5 separate regions of the Mus musculus genome follow, and regions 2, 3, 4 and 5 are each linked to region 1. Evidence: chromatin contacts called from public Hi-C and promoter capture Hi-C data. All regions are on one chromosome and are shown on one strand. Each heading gives the region's core, a stretch centred on a gene start, on an enhancer-like site or on the middle of the called end of the contact. The rest is flanking DNA. Distances are from core to core; before and after follow the strand shown.

Region 1 (2,875 bases), core at 132-2,631:
TGCTTCTGACGATCTTGGCTGACTCTTTGACCATCTGGCAGCCCGGCGCCTCCTGCTTGCCCCCCTTTCTATAGAGAGCATAGTTAAAAGCTGAAACATTAACCAGATGCATTGTCGACTCTGATAAGCCCCCGGCTTTAGAATTCTTATACGCCCCGGTACTACTCTGCTCACTACCGCGCCAATTCTTCCTAGACCCTACCCTATCAAAACCCTGAGTTTTTGAGTCTCAGGGTCGATTCCTCTGTCTCCTGAGTGAGATACGTATTGATTGACCCGGAGCTCGGCCATTAAAGCTGCCTCAAGAAGGTCTCTCATGTTTCTTTGGGTGACCCCGCGACCTGAGACTTGAGTGGGGGGCTCCTTCTTGGGGTCCTACAAGATGGCTCAGCGATTAAGAGCACTGACTGCTCTTCCAAAGGTCCCGAGTTCAAATCCCAGCAACCACATGGTGGCTCACAACCATCCGTAACGAGGTCTGACGCCCTCTTCTGGTGTGTCTGAAGATAACTACAGTGTACTTACATATAATAAATAAATAAATAAATCTTAAAAAAAAAAAAAAAAAAAAAAGAGCAACTCAGGGCCTGAAGAGATCTCACAGTCATACTGCTTCCCCCTTGCCTTCTGCTCCTCGGTACCACGTCACAGTCTGCACCACACACATCCAATGCGTGGCTATTCCTGTACCTCAGCAATTTTAAGATTAAGTCTATCAGATACTTTAAAACTACTGTTTAGGACAAGGAACTGAATTTTTATCTTCCCCACTTCCTCCAATTAATGCGCAAAAATATTTAATCCTCGGGGATCCTTTCAGACCCACTAGTCTCTCATCCATCCTAAGGATGGGTTCTATCAACATCTCCCAAGTCTATAAAGTTCCTGATTGGTGACAGCCAGGACACTGACAGGCCTATCCCAGAGTGACAGACAGATGGAGAGTCACCCCTACTAGACCCAGCTCCCTGCACCCAGCTTCCGAGAGTTTCCAGACAGGGCGCAGAGTTCCCCATCCCAACCTTGCAGGTAAACGGAAGCCCAGAGTTCCTAGTGTGACACCGGCGCTGAAGCGACCCAGCGGTCAGGCATTCCTGTCTCTTGCCTGTGGGTGGCAGAGCTGTGCAGGGCGTTGCAGCCAGCTCGAGTCCCCACGCATGGTCGGGGCGCGATAGGACGCTCCGGGGTGCCCTGAGCCCGCCCAGCCCCCATCCCACAGCCATCCACACCGGCTCCACAGGGACGCCGCGCCGAGCTCACCATGATGGGACTGGGAGCGTCCTGTGACTCGGTCTCCGCCACCAGCACAACTTCCCGCAACGGACGCCTGGGGACCACAGGACCCAAGATGGCAGGCTCAGACCTCCTCTGAACTTTCTAAATCCACCCCACTTCCTCATTTCAGAGCGGTCCTGTCACAGGGCCTGAGTGACAGTCAAAGTCACCAATCGATGACGGAAGGCGGGGCGTAGCAAAGGGCATAAGGCTGTCTGATCATACGGAAAGTCTTAGCGGACAGAAAAACGGTATCACAATAATTTATTTTAATTCCCGTGAAGTTTTCTTACTGTGATGTGATGTATGTGTCTCTGTGTGTGTCTCTGTGTTTCTCTGTGTGTGTGTGTGGCGCGGGGGGTGGGTGGGGGGTGCTGACCTGTGGATAAATGATAAGATTAAGCAACTCTGACCCAACCCAGACCGACTCTGACAAAACACATACCAGAAAAAAAAAAAAAAAAAAAAAAAAAAAAAAAGTGCTGGCTGAAGGCTACCTGGGCCCTCTGGGGAACGAAGGTACTCTCCAAGGATGACCCGATATCACCCAGCCAACCAGACAAAAGGTCTAGCCATCCATCACCAAGTGCCTAGAAGCTGTTACTGTAATCTGCCCTCTAAAAAAAAAAAAAAATGTATACGGTGCTTGTAAGCTAGAACCGGGATCGCCCCCTGTCTCTTGCTTGAGAGACTGCTGAAGATCGATCCCTGCGCACCAGAAAAAATAAACATAGATCTTGTCTCACTTGGGGTCTTCCAGCAGGTAAAGCCCCTCTGGGGCTTTACATGAGAAGCATTTTTTTTTTTTTTTTTTTGGTTTTTTTCGAGACAGGGTTTCTCTGTGTAGCCCTGACTGTCCTGGAATTCACTTTGTAGACCAGGCTGACTTGGAACTCAGAAATCCACCTGCCTCTGCCTCCTGAGTGCTGGGATTAAAGGCATGAGCCGCCACGCCCCGCTGAGAAGCAATTTTTTTCTTTTCTTTTTTTCTTTTCTTTTCTTTTTTTTTTTTTAAGATTTATTTATTATTATATCTAAGTACATTGTAGTTGTCTTTAGATGCACCAGAAGAGGGCGTCAGATCTCATTAAGAATGGTTGTGAGCCACCATGTGGTTGCTGGGGTTTGACCTCAGGACCTTTTGGAAGAACAGTCAGTGCTCTTAACCACTGAGCCATCTCTCCAGCCCGAGAAGCAATTTTTAACACAAAATTTAAAACAGTACTGCAAAACTTTTTTATTAAAACCACGGCTAATGCTCAGAGTAATGAGTTGCATTATGGCCCTTTCATGCAGATGTGTAATTATACTGTTTTCATTCATTCTGTATTAACATTCAGAGTATAATAACCAAATAGAAGACCAACAACATTTTAAATCTGTCATGTTGTAATATCCCAAATTAACGTGTAAGCCCCACCTGCCTGGGGACCAGGTACCTTCCTGGAATGCTGTAAGCTGTAGTTCCTGGAAAATAAGGAAACCCCATGGCAAAGAAAGTAGAGGGTAGCCTATGGGTTTTGTCTTTACAAACTCCTATAGCACGTGACCCTGGCCTATAGCACGTGACCCGGGCCCACTTTCAGCTGGGAAATTACAG
Region 2 (2,875 bases), core at 231-2,730, 1.7 Mb after region 1:
CAAAATGTACCCTTCTCTTCCTCCCAATTTAATGCCTTTATTTCTATTTATTATTATTATTGATGTATGGGTGCTTTTCCTGCATGTATGTCTGGGCATTGCATGCTTGTCTCATGTCCATGGAGAACAAAAGAGGTATCAGGTATACTGGAAAAGGAGTTACAGACACTTGTAGGCTGCCATATGCGTACTGGGAACTGAACCAGGGTCCTTTGGAAGAGCAACAAAGGTTCTTAACCACTGAGCAATCTCTCCAGACCAACTTCTCCATTTCTTTAAAACATCTTTTGATCTCCCATTCATGGTCCCCTTTCTAGGTTCATGTCTTATATTCACAGTCACAGCCATATGAGACACACACACACACACACACACACACACACACACACACACACACAAAGCTAGTATCCATATAGGATCCATGTGAAACTATGAAGTAGTTTATAACTCTTTCTGGCCTTGAACTCACAGAGATCCACTTGTGTTTGCCTCCTGAGGGCTGTTAAAGGTGCATATCACTATGCCTGACCTAGTTTTACTCTGAATTATTCCAAAAATAGAAAACACCCAAGCTGTTAAACTGTCTCTAAAAATTAAGTCGTTTGGGCCAAAAAGCTGGCTCAGTGGGTGAAAGAGAAGCTGACTTCCATTGCTGAAACCCATGGTGATAACGGACGCCTGAAAGTTGTCCCCTGACCTCCATACATTGCCATGTACATGCCTGCTTACTCTGTTAAACCATGCACACACATACACACACCCCATTATCACGAAAAATCAGGAAAAGATGTTAGGAACTAAGCATTTTGGATACAGGGTTTCATGTATCCCAGACAGACTGGCCTTGAATTTACTATGTAGCCAAGGATGGCCTTGAACTTTGTCTTCTTCTCCCAAGCACCACTAGTACCATCTACGGTACTGGCGATGGATCCCAGGGCTTCGTGATGCTAGTCCGGGCTCTACTAACAGCCCTGGGTGGTGAAAACGTGATGGAATCAAGGACTGAGGTGTTAGCAGAGTCCAGAGACACACAAAGACAGGTCGACATAAAGGTGTCTGGAGACAGCACTAACTGAATGGACCAAACGGATCATTTTTCCTGGGTTGGCAGATTGTGCAACATGGCTAAGGGCATCGCGAGCGTGAGGGAGAGGCGGGAGAGAAAAGCTTTTGTCAGCAGCATCTCCACCGGGGCGTCCCCACACCCATCCTCGCCCCACCGGTCCGCCATCAACCGAGGCGCACCCCGGCCTGGTCCCGCCTCTCGCCCCGCCCCCGCACTGCTCCCCCTTCAAGGTCTCGCTTCTGATCTCGACCTCTCGGCTCTTTTCCTGTCTCAACGCCCCTTATGAACCCACCCGAAAAAGGGTGCAACTGTCGGGACGCTGGAACAAACAAGTTTTTCTCTCCAGCTTGGAGAGCTCCAACGTGGCTGAGAACTCCGAGCCGGAAATGGAAGTGACGTCACGGCCAGCCCCCCCTTTTCTCCGAGCTCTGAGTCCTTCTCGGCGTTTGTCCGAGGGCTCTCCACGCAGCGCTCGGTGAGGATTCGGTGAGGAGCTGCGGGGGCGGCGCGGGGAGGGCGAGGACTCGGTAGGCCTGTGCGGGGAGGCGGGCCGAGCTCTGCTCGCGGGGTCCCGCGGCTTCCCGGGCTCTGCAGCCTTCCCGGGTGCCGCGGCCCGAGTGCGCATCCCGACTCAGCCCTGAGCTGTTTGCACCCACCTTTCTTCTAAAGCCGGTGTAAAGTAACCTTCGTGGAATTATTTTCCTCCCCAGAAAGAATAGACTTTTCGCCATTGGTATCACATTGAGACGCTGCATTTTCCATTCTTGGACCGGGCGATTCTGTTTGGGGGAGCCGAGCTTTGGCTGAAAGGTGGGTGAGGGCAGCCTTTTCCTCTTGTTTTTCTTTTTGTGTGTGTATGGAAAGGAATGCTTTATCCGATTATTTCGCTTTCGTGGGACCTATGTTTACCTGAGACACATTGCATTCTGATTTTTTTAAAAAGGCAACTTCGTTGTAGACTTTCGCAGAGTGCATTTATCTGTATATAAATATAAACGTACAAAGACCCGGGTCTTTGTGTTGAAGAAAAGTAAGGATAACAAGTTACTCTTGATTTGATGCTGGGGCCGCAACTCAGAGCCTCATGATGCTAAGCACTCTCCTGCTGAGCTACACCCTAGCCCAAATAGTTAGCTATTGTCTGAATGTTGTAGGCCTGTGCCTCCTTGCAGACTTTAAAAAATGGAGGCTTTGTTAGGTTAGTACTGATTAAACTGGTTGGTTTTTCAAGGAAAATTAAAATACAGTTTATGTTGAACTATTTGAGAATAGGTTGGGAATTTCAGGCATGATTTTTTTACATAACGGGGTAATACATTTTCTAAAAAAAAAAAAAAAGAAGATACTGACCCAGTAAGACCGTAAATACTGATCTTTCAGCCAAGATAATAAAAAATTAATATTATCTAATATCTTCTTTGTGTGAAATCAGAATTCTTCATTGTTATAAGTTTTTGGGTGTTTTTGCATCTAAGATCTTTTCAAAGTTTCTTTGTTTTTCTAATAGTGGGAATTGAATCTAGGGCTTTGTGCATGTTTAGTAAGCTCTCTTACTGAGCTATAAACCAAGACCTCTTTAAGGCATTTTTGCTGTTATTTAATCTATTTTAAGTTGTTATCTGTTTATGTGTGGGGTGTGGGTTTCTGCCTTGAGTGCAGTGCCCCTGGATGTCACAAAGGGCCTTGGCTCCCTACAGCTGCGTTACAGGAGGTTGTGAGCCACCTGGTGCGGTGCCGGTGTGGTGCTGGGAACCAGATCTCTGGTTCTGGAAGAGCCGTATGTACTTTTAACTAAGTCTTCAACCC
Region 3 (2,875 bases), core at 173-2,672, 1.6 Mb after region 1:
GATTTCTTCTTAGCAGACAGGATTCTTAGCAAGGTAAGCATATATTGACTCAAGAAAAAGAAAAGTCTTACCCAGCGCCTTGTGCTTACCTAATACGACTTATACAAAATTTAATCCTTATGCGTAGGCAGCAAAAGGCATTATTCTTGCTTTCTATTGCGGCTGTGGCCACGCCTCCCTGGCTTGGCCGTCCTGCTGGCCCCTCACTCCCATCCCAGTCACACCTTTCAGTTTCGAATGAAGTCCTGTTCTGTGTCTTTAGTGCTTAGATATGTTCCAGTCTCCCCAATGCCTCGTTTCCGTCCTGAAAAGACTTCTCAGGCTTTACCGGATTCGTTTCCGTCTCGAAAAAAAACTTCTCAGGCTTTAAGTCTCTTGGCATACATACAAGAAAAGTGGTGGGGTTTGTTTTTCTTGTTTTGTTTTGGTATTTGTTTTAGTGTTGGAGGTCGAACCTAGGGCCTGCTAAGCATGCTTACCAGCCAAAGGCTCTCCCACTGAGCTGCACACCCAGTTCCTGGTTTAGCTCTTGTTTCTGTCTCCAGCGATGCTTTTAGGGCCCCCGTCGCTGCTCTTATCCATTCTTCCAGTCATAAGTCTCCCAGCCTGTCCCTTTGTCGCCCAGCCATTCCAAACTTGATTCCATCCCCTATATCGGACCTTGTTCCGCCTAAGCTAGGTTTTACAAGTTTAGTCTTCAGGCGCAATTAGGATCCCTAGTCCTTGAGCCCCTTCCCACACAAGTCATGGTTTCTGGGTTTGTTGCTCTGTTAACTTTTCCCTGCTCAAGTCATGCCTCCTGGGTATACATACGGTCTGGTCGCAGGCTGATCTCTGCCTTGGCAGTAACCCTAAGCCTTTTCCAGCACAAGCCAAACCTCCGCACGCCACTAGTCGCTTAGCTCTAGACGCGCCCCTTGTCTCTTCCTACTGAAGCCACGCCTTCCCATTGTTGTGGACGGCCTCCAATCAGCTCCTCTGCCGCTGGCCACACCCTTCCACTCGGCGGCGCTTTTTCAAATGCTAGTACTTTGGCCTTGTTTGCAACGCCTGCTGCCCTTCGTCTCTGTCTTTTATCCTCTCTCCCAGAGTCCCACTTTGGGAGTTTGCTGCTTTTCCTCTGACTGGCCTCCAGGCCCCCGGGCCCCCGGGCCCCCGGGCCTCCTGGCCCCTGGGCCCCTTGGCCACGCCTCAGGACCACTCCCCGCCCGTCGGAGCCACGCTTTCTAGGCGTGTTGCTTTCTTCATCCCAGCTTGCGTGGGGTCTACCTGCCTCTGCTCGCCACGTCTCCCGGCTATGACTACGCCCTGAGCCCCCTCCTCGCCAGAGTCACGCCTTCTGGGTTGTCTGCTGACCCCATTTGGGTTTGCTGCTTATACTTAGCTCCACCTCATGGCCACGCCCCCGAGGCATTCTTCACCTTCAGCCTTCTGGATTTGCTGTTAGCCTTCCTCTTGGCCCTGGCCACGCCTCGTGCCCCCTCCTCCACCAAGCCACATCCAGGTTTTCCTAGAGTCACGCCTTCTGGGTTGTCTGCGGACCCCTTTTGGGTTTGCTGCTTATACTTAGCTCCACCTTATGGCCACGCCCCCGAGGCACTCGTCACCTCCAGCCTTCTGGGTTTGCTGTTCGTCTTCCTCTTGGCCCTGGCCACGCCTCGTGCCCCCTCCTCTCCCAAGCCACATCCAGGTTTTCCTATTTCCAGTTCCATCCGCTAGCCAAGCCAGTCAGGCCTAGTCAGTCTCTAGTCTTGACCTCTAAACGGTCGTCAGCCCGCGCCTGTCCAGTCCCGGGGCCTCGGGCACTTTCCTAGAAAAGTAGGGATTCTCGGCGGGCCTCTGAAAGTCGCGCCGGTTTGGCCAGTCCGACCACCCCAGCGCTGTCCAGGGAACGCGGCCTCGCCGCCACCGGAAACGGAAGCGTGCGACAGCTGGACCATGGCGACTCTGTTTGACCTCCCAGACTTGGTGCTCTTGGAGATCTTCTCTTACCTCCCTGTCCGGGACCGGATCCGCATCTCCAGGTGCCGCCCCGCTCCTCGGGGGAAAGAGCCGGGCATGGGCTCGGCAGGAGATGCGGATCCGGTCCTAGCGGGCCGGGGTCGTTCTAACGGCCGGTCCACTCCTCCAGGGTCTGTCACCGCTGGAAGAGGCTAGTGGATGACCGGTGGCTATGGCGACACGTCGACCTGACGCTCTACACGGTATGCGGGACCCGGGAGCGGTGCGGGGAGAGCCACCCCCTGCCCTGGGACATGGGGGTGGGGGTTGCTTTATTTTGCTTTCTAGTGTTTGTTTGCTGTTTGTTTTATTTATTTATTTTTGATAGTTTCTTGAGGCTTTTATTTTTCTGGATTTTCGTTGGTGTTGCTTCTTGGGGGGCTGAGGGGGTTGTTTTGAGACAGGGCCTCTAGGCCAGGCTGACTTCAGCTTCCTATGAAGCCGAGGCTGAGCTTGATACCTACCTCGACCTTCTAAATATTGGGATTAGCAGCGTGGGCCCCATGTGTGGTTCCTGTGCTACTGGGAATGCAATTTAGGTTTCTTGAATGCTAGGAAGGAACACCTCTGAGTCACGTACTGGTTTCCAACTAACCACCCCCTGCAACAACCTCCTGAGTGCTGAAGTTACAGCTGTAGGAGAAGGCCCAGGAAGTGTTTGGGTTTTGTTTGTTTGTTTGTTTGTTTGTTTTCTCGAGGAAAAATTTCTCTGTAGCCCTGGCTGACCTGGAATTCTGCTTCTCCAGTGCTGGGACTAAGGGTATGCACCACCATACTCTGCTGGTTTGGTATTTAAGTGAGTTCGTGCTTGGAATTTTTCTGCCTGTCCTAGTGCCAGCCTTTACCTCCCCTTCAATGCTCAGACCTCAGTTTC
Region 4 (2,875 bases), core at 263-2,762, 1.2 Mb after region 1:
CCTGCCCTCAGCCCCCGGAGCCCCTGCAGAGGGAGGAGGAAGGAAGTGGTCCTGCAAGCTGCCTTCTGAGCGCCACAATTCTGCTGTGGCACTAGCACATGCCTGTACAATAAGTAAATAAAGTGTAACCACTTAACTAAAGTAAACAACGAATGGGGGTGGGGGATGGAACCATTGGGGCGGCAGAGGCAGACAGGTCTCAGTCCCAGGCCAACCTGGTCTACAGAGCAAGTTGTAGGACAGCCAGGGCTACACAGAGAAATCCTGTCTCAAAAAAACAAGACCAACCAAAAAAAACAAAAAAACAAGAAAAACCAATAACAACAACAACAAAAAACTGAACTCAGCTTTCCCCTCCCCCATCTCTCCACCCTCACCCCCCCACACACGCAAAGATCCCAGTGCTATGATTGGTGGTCTGGTGGAGGTAATAACAGCTATAACAGCTAGCAACTCTCCTCAATACTTCTGGAATTATTCGGGCTCCTTGGAGAACCCTGAGGCAAGAAGAAGTCATCCAGCTAGGAGTTATGGATTGCGGGAATCCAAGTCGGGAGCCTCCTGATAGCTGCTGAACAAGTTCTGAATCTTCCTCTCTTGGGAGGACGGCAGGCGCCGCCCCCAGGCAGCAGCAAGGTGGGGAGTCCTGAGCCGGCTCACTCTGGCTCCAGGGTACACCAACCCTGGAATTCCCCAGCGCAGAAGCAGCCTGGACTTCCCCAGGGGTGAGGATGAGGAACGGGTGTCTGTGGGGGAGGGAACCGGACCTCAAGATTCACTTTAGGACGGGCCAGCCCCTCAGACCATCTGTTCCCCACCTCAGCCATATTCTGACTGCCCCATGACAAGGACTGTGACCACAGTTCCCATTGCACAGACCATGAGCCCAGGTTCTAAACGTGCATGTTTTAGGAGAGTAGTGTGTTTTGAGCCTGTAACCCGAAGAGCCGCGAGGCCTTGAGGACTGAGTTCAAGGCCAGCCTAGGCTAACGTGTCAAGGCATCATTCTCAAAACAGGAAAGAAAGGAAGGGAGGGGAAGAGGGGGACAGGGGGAGAGAGAGAGGACAGAGAGAGGGGGAGGGAGGGAGGGACTGGGAGGGAGAGAGAGAGAGAGAGAGAGAGAGAGAGAGAGACCGAGATTTTGGGTTCTGTAACCCACCCATGGAGTGATGCTACGTGGGATTCGAACTCCGGGCTGTTAGTTTTCAACCCTGGGTTTCCAATCCCACTTCCCGTTAACAGCTGAATTTATGTGATGTTCCGCTGGCCGGGAAGCAGGGATTTCGACCGCGCTCTGGGTCCTGGAGTTTGGAGACCTGCCCCCCAAAGCGACCCCACCTCGGACTCACCAGGGATCACAACGGTGACCAGGGCCAGGAGCAGAGGTAGCGTGGGCTTGGCACGGGTTGAAGCCATTGCAGGGCCAGGGCAAAGTGCAGGTAGCAGCGGAGCTCAGCACTAGCACTGGGTGCAGACTGAGGCGGGCGGCGCTTTTATAGTCTCTGGCTCACGGGGGGCCGAGGGGCGGTGCTGTCGGGGCCACTTTCCGGGAAACCTCGCGCCTTCCCCTCCGGAACGAGGGCTTCGGTATTTCCGGGTGGAGACTGTGCCCTGGCAGAGAGGGGTGGTCCTGCCTCGCTGGCCCCTGCGATCTAGGAATTTCCAAACTGAAGTAATGACATGTGGGGGGAGGTGGTGTCAGAGACCAGCAGGTGAGTCCGGAGAGAAGGCCCCGGGCCTCCAGGAGTCACGCCTCCTGGTTAACTGATTGACTACTGCCTAGTCCCCTGCGACATCAGGACCGCCATCCCCTCAAAGGGATAAACTGAGGCTCGGCATTTCGCAGGGATCCGAAATCAAGTCCTGATTTCCCCAACTACTGCAAGCCTCTTTAACCCACCAGACATGCCCTTGCCGGGGATAAGGGCTCCCTGGAATCGTTAGGGGACGCCATCCATTCAGAGGTGCCCCTCTCCCCAGGACCATGCTCCACCCACTTGGCACTAGAGATGAAGCAGCGATCCAAGCAGGCCCGGACAGATCCGCTGTGAGAAAGTCCTGCCTGAGAGGCAGTCCTCACTTCCCTTCTCCCACTCACGACTGCTCCCGCCCCCGCGGCCTCGGTTCCCCTTTTCTGCTTTGACTTCTGGGGCGTCTTGACAGCTCCCCCAAAAGGAAGGAAGATGTCTGGTCCTGTGGCGTGGAGCCCTGCACCTCCCTTTCTTAGACTGGATGAGAAACAGAACTCCGAAGAGGAGAGGCACCTCTCAGAAAGCAGAGATCCCCCACTCCCCAGCGCGCCTTATGGGGGGGTTTCCTCTCCTTCTCACTCCTTTCCCCCACTTCCTCCATCCTCTGGCCCCGCCCCGTGCTAGTTTCTCCCCTTCCCCCTCTCATCTCTCCCCCTGCTGTCTCTTCTTGAGGTCAGGTGTCAAGTAGCTCAGGGTGACCTCAAACGCCCTGTAGTTGAGGATGACCTTGAACTCCCGATCCTGCCTCGTGCTCCACTGCTCTTGCTTTTCGCAGTGAAACTGAGGCAGACCTTGAACAATGAGATTGGACAAAGAGAGATATCAAACCCTAGTCTTCCAAGACCCAGTGGCTTGCTTACTGGCCTTTGGACGCCCGAGGCTTCCTGTTTTAAGACGCCTATACAGTTGCTGTGGAGACCAGCCCTGGGCCAGGAGGTCGTGCTGCAGATGCGGAAGGGAGAGGTCGAGATGCACGTGTGCTCTTCCTCCAGAGCCCACAGCTCCCAGGCCACTCCACACCCAAGCCTGAAGCCTGGTTATTCCTAAGGAATTTCCACGGGGATGTTTTGATTGGGGGGGGGGGGTGTCTGGGGAGCGGGCACTCAATCTCTACCCCAGGACA
Region 5 (2,875 bases), core at 155-2,654, 1.1 Mb after region 1:
AAGGCTACACAGAGTAATTCTGTCTCAAAACAAACAAACAAACAAACAAACAAATAAATATTTTTTAAAATTTAAGGGCAGATCTGGTGTAGTGGGGCACACCTTTAGCCCCAGCACTGGGGAGAAGAGGTAGAAAGATCTGTTAGTTTGAAGTCAGCCTGGTCTACATAGTGAATTCCAAGACAGCCAGAGCTGTCTTATATACAGTGAGACTCTGGTGGGGGTGGGGGTGGGGTGGGAATTAAGGGCAAACATGATTAAAAAAAACAAATTGTATATTAATGTTTTGTCTGCAAGTATATCTGTCCACCACATGCATGCCTGGTGTAGTCAAAGGCCAAATGGGGACATAATATATATATCCTGGGTTGGACTTACAGATGGGTGTGAGTGGCCATGTAGGTGTTGGGAACAGAATCCGGGTGCTCTGGAAGACCAGCCAGTCTCCAAACTATTGAGCCAACTTTCCAGCCTCAATTTTGACTTTTTTTTTTCCATTTTTTATTAGGTATTTAGCTCATTTACATTTCCAATGCTATACCAAAAGTCCCCCATACCCACCCACCCCCACTCCCCTACCCACCCACTCCCCCTTTTTGGCCCTGGCGTTCCCCTGTACTGGGGCATATAAAGTTTGCGTGTCCAATGGGCCTCTCTTTCCAGTGATGGCCGACTAGGCCATCTTTTGATACATATGCAGCTAGAATCAAGAGCTCCGGGGTACTGGTTAGTTCATAATGTTGTTCCACCTATAGGGTTGCAGATCCCTTTAGCTCCTTGGGTACTTTCTCTAGCTCCTCTATTGGGAGCCCTGTGATCCATCCATTAGCTGGCTGTGAGCATCCACTTCTGTGTTTGCTAGGCCCCGGCATAGTCTCACAAGAGACAGCTACATCTGGGTCCTTTCGATAAAATCTTGCTAGTGTATGCAATGTTGACTTTTTTTTTTTAGAGTGTTGTTTGTATAACAACCCTGACCGTCCCTAAAATTACTCTGTAGGCTAGGCTGGCCTCGATCCGCCGGCCTCTGCCTCCGGAGTACTGGCATAGCGCCACTACCGCCCAGCCAATTTTGACTTTTTGACAGTGTCAATATGTAGCCCTGGCTGGACTAGAACTCCTGGAGAGCCACCTGCTTTTGCCTCTAGCGTACTTGGATTACCGTGGGCCACCACGCCCAACGCGACTAACCTTTTGTTTCTAAAGGATGGTCAGTCTGGTTTCGGCGGGAACTTCCAGAAGGCCTCACCACATACTCCTGGCCCTTTAAAGAAGACCTCCGGTTGCCAATGCCGCCGACTCCCGTTGCTAAGGACGTAACGTCCCGCGCCGACGCTGGGGCGGGGCCGTCCTGCGCGGCGCCCTGGGCGGAAGCGGAAGGGGCGGGGCTCGCCGAGCGGACTCTCTAGCCCTTGTGGGTCCCTGTTCAGCGCCCGGCCGTGTGGAGCCCCGGGAGCCAGTCCGGGCCTCCGAAGCGAAGATGGTGGACTACAGCGTTTGGGATCACATCGAGGTGTCGGACGATGAGGACGAGACGCACCCCAACATAGACACTGCCAGCCTCTTCCGCTGGCGGCACCAGGTGGGGCTGTGCGCGCTCATCCCCTTCCCCCCCACTCCCGGGACCCCCCGCTCTAGAGTTCTGACCTCTTCCCCAGGCCACCTGGCGTGGGGGCGGGGGAGACCTTAGTTATTGACATCTGGAGCCGCCTGCTCCACAATCTAGACTTTTCTCTTTCTTTTCTTTTCTTTTTCTTTTTTTTTTTTTTTGAAACAAAATTTCACTGTGTAACCTTCCCTGGCCTAGAACTTGCTGTGTAGAACAGGCTGGTTTCTAACTCACAGTGATCCTCCTGCCTCTGCCTTCCCAGTACTGGGATTAGAGACATGTGCCTTCATGCAGGGCCGGACTTTTTAATTCCATCCCAGGACTCCTGGCTTCTTCACCGTAATTCTTGACCTGTATCTCCAGGCGTTCTCTCTGTGCTATGGTTCTCTTCTGTTTGTAAGTTTATTTATTGTGTGTGTTCCCGTGTGCACGTGGCACAGCATGCCTATGGTGATCACAGGATAACTTGTAGAAGTTGGGCCTCTCTTTTCACCATGTTGGAACTGGCTGTGGAACTCCAGTCGCCCCACGTTGCCACAAGCACCTTTACACTCTGAGCCATTTTATCAGTTGGTAATACTTTAGTCAGAGTCTTGCCTCTCCCCATCCCCAAGCTGACCCTTGTGTGTAGGGTCCCCACTATCCTGTGCAGAACCTTCTGTTCTTCCTCAGAGTCTGGACCCCAGGTTCTGTTAGGTGATCTCATAGCCCAGCCACGCACCCACTTCATATTGCACGTCTCCCTTCTGCCTCTCCTCACTACTTAGAGTCTGGAGCCACAAAACTTCTGACTATGGCATCTATTTCCCAGGATCTTAGGCATGAATTTCTATTAAAGGCCCAGAGACGACCCCCTCCCCCCCCAACTTCCAAACTAAATGAGCCCTTAATTTAACTGTCAATCTTAGCTTGCAGCTGGGATTCCCCAGTCCAGGATCCCTTTCCCTGGGTTATAGACTTGAGTCCCACATGGGACATACCTGTAGAGCCCCCTTATCCTCTGTATTTGACCTCCATCTCCACTCTTGCCCATCATTCAGTTCCAGTGGCTCTCCTTATTCTCACCTCCTGTAGACTCTTATTTCCTGTTACTCCAGGAAACCCCACCCACCTAACTTCCTGTTAGAACCTCTGCTCCTTCTAGTATAGTAAGTAGACCCTCTCCTTCCCACCTTGGCTCCTATATGAACTGTAGCCATCTTTGAAAATTCACCAAACCAGGAGCCAGATGATGATGACACACATTTTTAATCCTAGCTCTCAGGG

Evidence for each region. Promoter capture Hi-C pulls out the DNA fragments that hold promoters and counts their contacts. Hi-C and Micro-C count contacts between places; a contact is called where the count stands out from the background. Capture Hi-C pulls out chosen DNA fragments and counts their contacts.
Region 2: a contact with region 1 is called in a promoter capture Hi-C map of liver, with 6 times the contacts expected there. The contact joins the promoter of Zfp266 here to the promoter of Zfp809 in region 1. A contact is called at or near these places in 1 of 484 Hi-C or Micro-C datasets (B cells) and 2 of 9 other capture datasets (adipose tissue and liver).
Region 3: a Hi-C map of CD8 T cells shows a contact between it and region 1, with 11 times the contacts expected there. The contact joins the promoter of Fbxl12 here to the promoter of Zfp809 in region 1. A contact is called at or near these places in 3 of 39 promoter capture datasets (erythroid cells and liver), 2 of 484 Hi-C or Micro-C datasets (B cells and CD8 T cells) and 2 of 9 other capture datasets (adipose tissue and liver).
Region 4: a Hi-C map of B cells shows a contact between it and region 1, with 7 read pairs. The contact joins the promoter of Icam1 here to the promoter of Zfp809 in region 1. A contact is called at or near these places in 2 of 39 promoter capture datasets (liver and pre-B cells) and 1 of 484 Hi-C or Micro-C datasets (B cells).
Region 5: a contact with region 1 is called in a promoter capture Hi-C map of erythroid cells, with 8 times the contacts expected there. The contact joins the promoter of Cdc37 here to the promoter of Zfp809 in region 1. A contact is called at or near these places in 3 of 39 promoter capture datasets (erythroid cells, liver and pre-B cells) and 1 of 9 other capture datasets (liver).

What each region holds. Positions count from the first base shown.
Region 1 is chr9:22,224,218-22,227,092 of GRCm38.p6, reverse strand. Zfp809 (zinc finger protein 809) reads right to left here and starts at 1,381. Exons shown (of 5, transcript NM_001164624.1): 1 at 1,261-1,381. The coding sequence starts at 1,263.
Region 2 is chr9:20,520,024-20,522,898 of GRCm38.p6, reverse strand. It overlaps Zfp266 (zinc finger protein 266), which reads left to right and starts at 1,480. Exons shown (of 9, transcript NM_001082485.1): 1 at 1,480-1,555; 2 at 1,780-1,879.
Region 3 is chr9:20,641,353-20,644,227 of GRCm38.p6, reverse strand. Fbxl12 (F-box and leucine-rich repeat protein 12) reads left to right here and starts at 1,422. Exons shown (of 3, transcript NM_013911.3): 1 at 1,422-2,024; 2 at 2,132-2,204. The coding sequence starts at 1,939. Ubl5 (ubiquitin-like 5) reads right to left here and starts at 892. Exons shown (of 5, transcript NM_025401.4): 1 at 1-892.
Region 4 is chr9:21,014,577-21,017,451 of GRCm38.p6, reverse strand. It overlaps Icam1 (intercellular adhesion molecule 1), which reads right to left and starts at 1,512. Exons shown (of 7, transcript NM_010493.3): 1 at 1,351-1,512. The coding sequence starts at 1,417.
Region 5 is chr9:21,148,463-21,151,337 of GRCm38.p6, reverse strand. Cdc37 (cell division cycle 37) reads left to right here and starts at 1,404. Exons shown (of 8, transcript NM_001378796.1): 1 at 1,404-1,582. The coding sequence starts at 1,481. Gm35977 (a long non-coding RNA gene) reads right to left here and starts at 1,370. Exons shown (of 4, transcript XR_870568.3): 1 at 1,192-1,370.